Linked DNA regions of Mus musculus: region 2 is linked to region 1. The links are chromatin contacts, called in public Hi-C maps. All regions are on one chromosome and are shown on one strand. The core of a region is the stretch at or near the end of the contact, and the rest is flanking DNA. Distances in the headings are between cores, read along the strand shown. Region 1 has its middle 18 kb from the start of Gm52200. Region 2 has its middle 7.6 kb from the start of Gm35972.

Region 1 (2,700 bases), core at 57-2,556:
ACTCAGTGCTCTTAACCACTGAGCCATCTCTCCAGCCCAGCCTCTCCCTTTTTTAAATTAAAAGATTTCTATTATATTTATCATTGTTGTTATTGTTAGTGTGTGTGTGTATGTAGCTCAGGAGATACATTTTGGGAGTTGTTTTTTCCTCCCACCATGGGCTTTAGGACTTGAGGCTCCATCTTGCTGGCCTAGATTGCTCAGCATTTTGAAATACAGTTGCCAGATGTCGGGGGTTGGGTGGGAGGTGGGGGTGGAAGGGTGGGTGGGGTAGAGGGATGGGGGATGGGGGTAAGAAACCCATGAGAACCAAGGCCACAGGATTGGGGGATATCAAGGGTGTGTGTGTGTGTGTGTGTGTGTATGTGTGTATCCATGCACACATGCATGGGAGAATATGTAGACCTCTGTGTGTGTGAATGGGAAACTGGGAAGGCCCAGGGCTGAGGTGCTGGCTGATCGCTTATAAAGTTCTCTTTGTTCACACAGAGTTTGGATCTGCTTATCTGAGAGGTGTTGGAGGGTCTAGGGCCAGGACCCAAAGGACCTATGGGGAAGACCTGTCAGGGTTGTGTGTGAGGGTGGGGGAAGGAGGAGCCTCACTAGTGAGTTTGAAGTGGATGAGGGTCAGGGATCAGTACTGGCCGCCTCCTGGGCAAAAGGTTTCCCTGAGCCATAGTAGGGTAGTGGAGACATCGTGGCTAGTGTGGTGGGTGAGTAGGGGGCAGTGAGGGTGGAGACTAAGAACCTTGGCAGGTAAGAGGGTAGAGGTCAAGGAATGCCTTTGTAAGCTCCTGTATTCATCCTTCCCACCTCCCGACCAGCAGGAACTGTCTAATGAGTGATTGATGAGGGTGGTGGGACCAGGGGAGGCTCTCTGGGACTGGGGTACAGGTAGCATCCTCCTTCTTGTGCTGAGACTCTCAGGTCCATAGCAGCCTGCAAGGGGAGGTTCCATTTCAGCTTTGGGAAGCTCCTTCCTTGTCCCGGGCGCGGTGCCCTGGAATGCTGTGCTCAGATGTGGCGGCACCGCCCGCGTCGCGTCCAGTCCCGTCCTGTCCCGTCCCATCTTGCCCAGTCTGGGCCGCCCTGAGCAGCCTCCCTGCCCAGGCACGCGGACCACCGCAGGTGGATACCAGGTGTCTACAGGAACAGAGGTTGCAAGCTCCGCCCCGGGACCTGCCCTCTGCCATGCCCCCACAGGGGTACCTGAGGCTTAGCACCCCGACTCTGTCAGGGTCTCTGGCTCACTGTTTTAGTTGGTGGCTTCTCTATGGGAAGGAATCCTGGAGGCATGAGTCATGCCCTTACTGCTTTTGAAGCCTCCCATATTTCCGGCCTCAGTTTCTTCCTGTTAAGAGGGTCACGATCCTGGCTGCGGTTGTGCTAATCAGGAGAAAAAAGGCTTGTCTGTGCTTCCGTCCATGCTCAGCTCCTTACAAAGGGTCCTTTCGTAGTGTCTTAATCCTCCTTCCTTCCGTGGGCTGTGGTTTTCAGGCTGGGGGTAGAGAACTGGACTGTATTGAAACAGAAACCTTGGTCTGTGCTGGTAAGCTGGTCTGGCCTTTCCTATCTGGAGGCTCTAAAAGGAAGCTGGGAGCAGGCTAGAGGGGCCTGAGGAATGCTTACCCAGGCCCCTGCTTTTCTCTGCTCTTGGCCTGCAGGGCTGAGCCAGAGTGGCTATGGGCAGGCACCCACCAGGCCTTTGGAGGTAGAGACTCAAACTAAAGAGCAATCTTAGGTAGCATAGTGTGGTGGCCAGAGGGGAGCACAAATGTTATCTTCATTTGACAGCTGGGTAAACTGAGGCTGGAGTTCCTCCAGGTAGGGGCCTGAACTAGATCCTGTGCCAGTACTGTTCCCTATTTCTGTCTCCCATGGTAGGCAGGTGTAATGTCATTACCCAGATCCATGGCTGGCTGCGATAATGCTTCCCCCTGATCCACCAACCTGCTGGGAAGTTCCAGAAGGGACTCTGTTATTTCTCAGGTTGGCCCTGGAGAGCTGCTCCTTCCAGGAGAGGGAGTTCCATGAATTTAGGGTACATGGCCCCTCTCCCCATTTTTCTCCCATTTCACCAGCTGGGCAGTGTACTTAACAAAGCTCAGAGGGAGAGGTCTACCTTTGTCTGCTAATGGGGTTTGGTCAGCCTGCTTCTACTGCTTCTAAGCTGTGTGGCTTAGGCCCTTTCTCTGCCTGGCCTTCAGATTCTCTCTTAAGATGAGCAGGCAGGGTACACTCATGGTTCTGGGATGTCACCCCTCGAAGGAGGGCTGTGCCCTAGAGTTAAGGTGAGGTTGCCCAGTTAAGGTGAGGTGGCCTTGCTCATTTATAGAGGGAGATGGACCAATGAGGGTAGTACTGGCTATCTTGTGGTCCGTTTACTTCAGAGGACAGATGAAGAGGTGCTGGGCATGCCATCATGCCTGTCAGAGCATTAGGGGAGGGTCTCCGACAAGTCATTTGGGACCTGGTGTGTTGGGAGTGTTGTGACTGATATAAAGCCTCCAGGGGGTGGCCTTGAAGCCCCATAGACCTTGTGACTGGCTTGATGGCTCTGTGGCTCTGTGTCAGCACATGAACCATGGTCCTTTTCCTCTTGACACAGGACAAAGAACTCCTTTCCTCTGCCATAGGCCATAGGGTATTGGGAGGATATGTGCTTGGACCCCAGAGCTTTGCTTCAACAGAGCTATGGTC
Region 2 (2,700 bases), core at 21-2,520, 500 kb after region 1:
AACGGAACCTGAATCCTCTATGAGAGCAACCAGTGATCTTAACCGTTGAGTTATCTCTATAGTCCCCAAAATGTTATTTTTAAGGTACTAGGAATAGACTAGAACCTCACACATCCAGCAAGAGCTTCACCAAGCCCAGCTTACCACTTACTGTTTCTCTAAGTTCCCTGGGCTGGCTCTGAACTGAGATTCTCCTGCCTCTGTCTCTAGAGCAGCTGGCATTGACCTGGCTGAAAATACCTATTTTTAAACCTCCTAAGAGTTGTACATAGTCTGCAGTTACAGCCATAGCATCAAGAACAAACTAGAAACAATTACTGTTTTAGAGGCGGCTTTTCCTTCCCTTCTGTCTCCCTTCATGTTATCATTACGTTGTTTGTGAAGTTTTTAGATTGGGGGTAGACAATCGGCCCTAACAGCCTCAGATGGACCATCTCCATCCCTGTCATGTAAATGTCCTGCTAAGATGACAAGAGCATTTCTACCGCTACAGAAGAGTGTGACAGTGGAGGAACCAGCAGCAGGCACAGCCCCCAGATGTCTGCTTCTTTACAGTCTCCGTCTGCAAGCTTTTACACCACTCTGGCTACGTAGCAGGAACTAAGCAACCCATACCAAAGACTGAGCTCCTTCTTAAAGGACTTCCATATTTCTGTCTTAATATGCATAAGCAATTTGCCTGTACATATGTATATGTACCACACTCATTTCTGGTGTCCATGGGGGTCAGAAGAGGACACTGGATCCTCTGGAACTATAGTTACAGACGGTTGCGAGCTTTCACATGAATTCTGGGAACTGAACTCAGGTTCTCTGCAAGAGCTACCGGTGCTCTTAACCACTGAGCAGTCTCTACAGACCCCCCCCCTTTTTTTTTTTAATTGAACAAGCGAAAAAATGTTTTCTAGGTAGCCTAGGAGATAGCCCAAGGCAAAACCATTGCCTTTGCATTTTTAAAACAACTGGTCAAAACATTCTATAAGTTCAGTCTAGGAACCTGAGACTATTTGGGACAGGAACAAGAGAGGGAATCTGAAGGATGTGGGAAGAGAGTAAGGAATGAGCTCTGCTATAGCATCTCACAATCACTGCCAAGAATCTTCCTAAACTGTTCCAACTACAGCATCTTCCCTCCTTGTCCCAGAAGCCTCTGCCTTGTGCAGCTTAATCCAGGCAGCAGTGTCTATGTGTAAAGACACCTCTGTACCAGTAGAGGACACTCCACACTGCCTAGACAGAGCGAGCAGGGCCTATATTGACAGATTGGAAACTGGGTGTGGGCCCGTGGGAAGGGTGGGAACACCCTTCACCTGAACCTGTGAAGAAGGTCACAAGTTGACTAAGACATCAGGCGCCATTTTTTTCTGATTATGGATCGGCAGGGAGTGTCAGGTGTCCTCCAGCAGAAGTGGGAGGAGTGAGAACAGTGACACAGAGTGGCGCAAGGCATCATGGGTACCCATCCTTTCAACAAAGAACTAAAAATTACCGGCACCACCCAAATGTCTTGTGGGCATCTTTCCTCTCCTTTCTATCTGGCACGCAGATCCAGCCAACTTTTCCTTTAAGGAGCCATCTTACAGACCATTGCAGCTTCCGGCTTCCCACTGACGCTGCCCATAGGCCGCATCTTCTTCTTGGGAGAAGAAGCCTGTGATCAACTCCCATCTGCTGGGACCCTGCTCCGGCTCTTCTCATCCTGAGTCCTTATCCCCACTGGCTTCTCTTCCAGGCTGCTTCTTCCAATGTGCTCACCTCTTGGTTTCCATGACAGCATGGCCTCTGATTTCCCTTCTGTAGTGACAGCTCTCTTCACATGTTTGACTAGGTTTGGTTTGGTTTGGTTTGGTTTGGTTTGGTTTGGTTTGGTTTCTTATCTTAATCTGTACGCAGAGTGCTCCTTGGGTTCTGTTTTTAAACATTCTCTTTCTTTTAAGAAAATAAGTGGAGAATAAAACAAAGTAACAAAGAAAGTTACACACTTGGAAATACATCTAATATTCTCTCAGGTGGGGCTACAGCTTTTCTACAGCTGAGATGGGAAAAGAGGTCATATAGTTGAAACTGTGTACCTTAGGTTAACCCCAGAATGTTCTACTGATGTCCCTGCGCTCTCTCTCTCTCTCTCTCTCTCTCTCTCTCTCTCTCTCTCTCTCACACACACACACACACACACACACACACACACACGTGCGCACATGCACACACTCAGGATGATTGCTGTCCTAGGGATGTTTCAGAAACCTCTGGGTATGGTTTTCTCTTGACATTGACATGACAGTGTTGCTAGTATCTAGTGACCTGGGACTTCCAGAATTCGTGTCATATACAAATAAAAAGTACTTTTGCCACTTTCCATTATACTATGTTGTTGCAGAAGATAGCTGCTGCCTAAAGAGAACTCATTTTCTTTTCATCAGGGGACTTACTGGAGGTTTTGGGGTTGTTTTGTTTTGTTTTGTTTTGTTTTTTACTTCTTTTTAAACTTGTATCATCAATGATGAAACTATTCAGAATGTCAATATTTCCAACAGACAGCCCACATTTGCTGCTAACCAAATAGTGATTCCACATTTGAGCACAACACTGCTTAATTCTGCATTCCAGAGCAACTTTGCCTAAGAGTCTACCTAACAAGATATACAGAGTCTGAAAGGACTCACAAGCCCCCACCGCTAGCTAGAAGATATTCACAGTTGA

Evidence for each region. Hi-C and Micro-C count contacts between places; a contact is called where the count stands out from the background.
Region 2: a contact with region 1 is called in a Hi-C map of epidermal suprabasal cells, with 7 times the contacts expected there. The contact joins two enhancer-like sites. A contact is called at or near these places in 3 of 39 promoter capture datasets (3T3-L1-derived adipocytes, liver and pre-B cells), 1 of 15 datasets of contacts at CTCF or cohesin (embryonic stem cells), 5 of 484 Hi-C or Micro-C datasets (embryonic stem cells, epidermal suprabasal cells, nephron progenitors and 1 more), 6 of 115 datasets of contacts at active chromatin or transcription factors (astrocytes, embryonic forebrain, embryonic stem cells and 1 more) and 2 of 9 other capture datasets (adipose tissue and liver).

The regions. Positions count from the first base shown.
Region 1 is chr15:101,335,590-101,338,289 of GRCm38.p6, forward strand. No RefSeq gene overlaps it. Among named protein-coding and RNA genes, the nearest start is that of Gm52200, 18 kb to the left of the region's middle. Within about 2 kb of position 1,307, at least 94 of the 459 cell types and tissues checked have an H3K27ac peak or open chromatin away from gene starts, as enhancers often do. A contact at or near this core is called in epidermal suprabasal cells, where this site is marked.
Region 2 is chr15:101,833,856-101,836,555 of GRCm38.p6, forward strand. No RefSeq gene overlaps it. Among named protein-coding and RNA genes, the nearest start is that of Gm35972, 7.6 kb to the left of the region's middle. Within about 2 kb of position 1,271, at least 2 of the 459 cell types and tissues checked have an H3K27ac peak or open chromatin away from gene starts, as enhancers often do. A contact at or near this core is called in epidermal suprabasal cells, where this site is marked.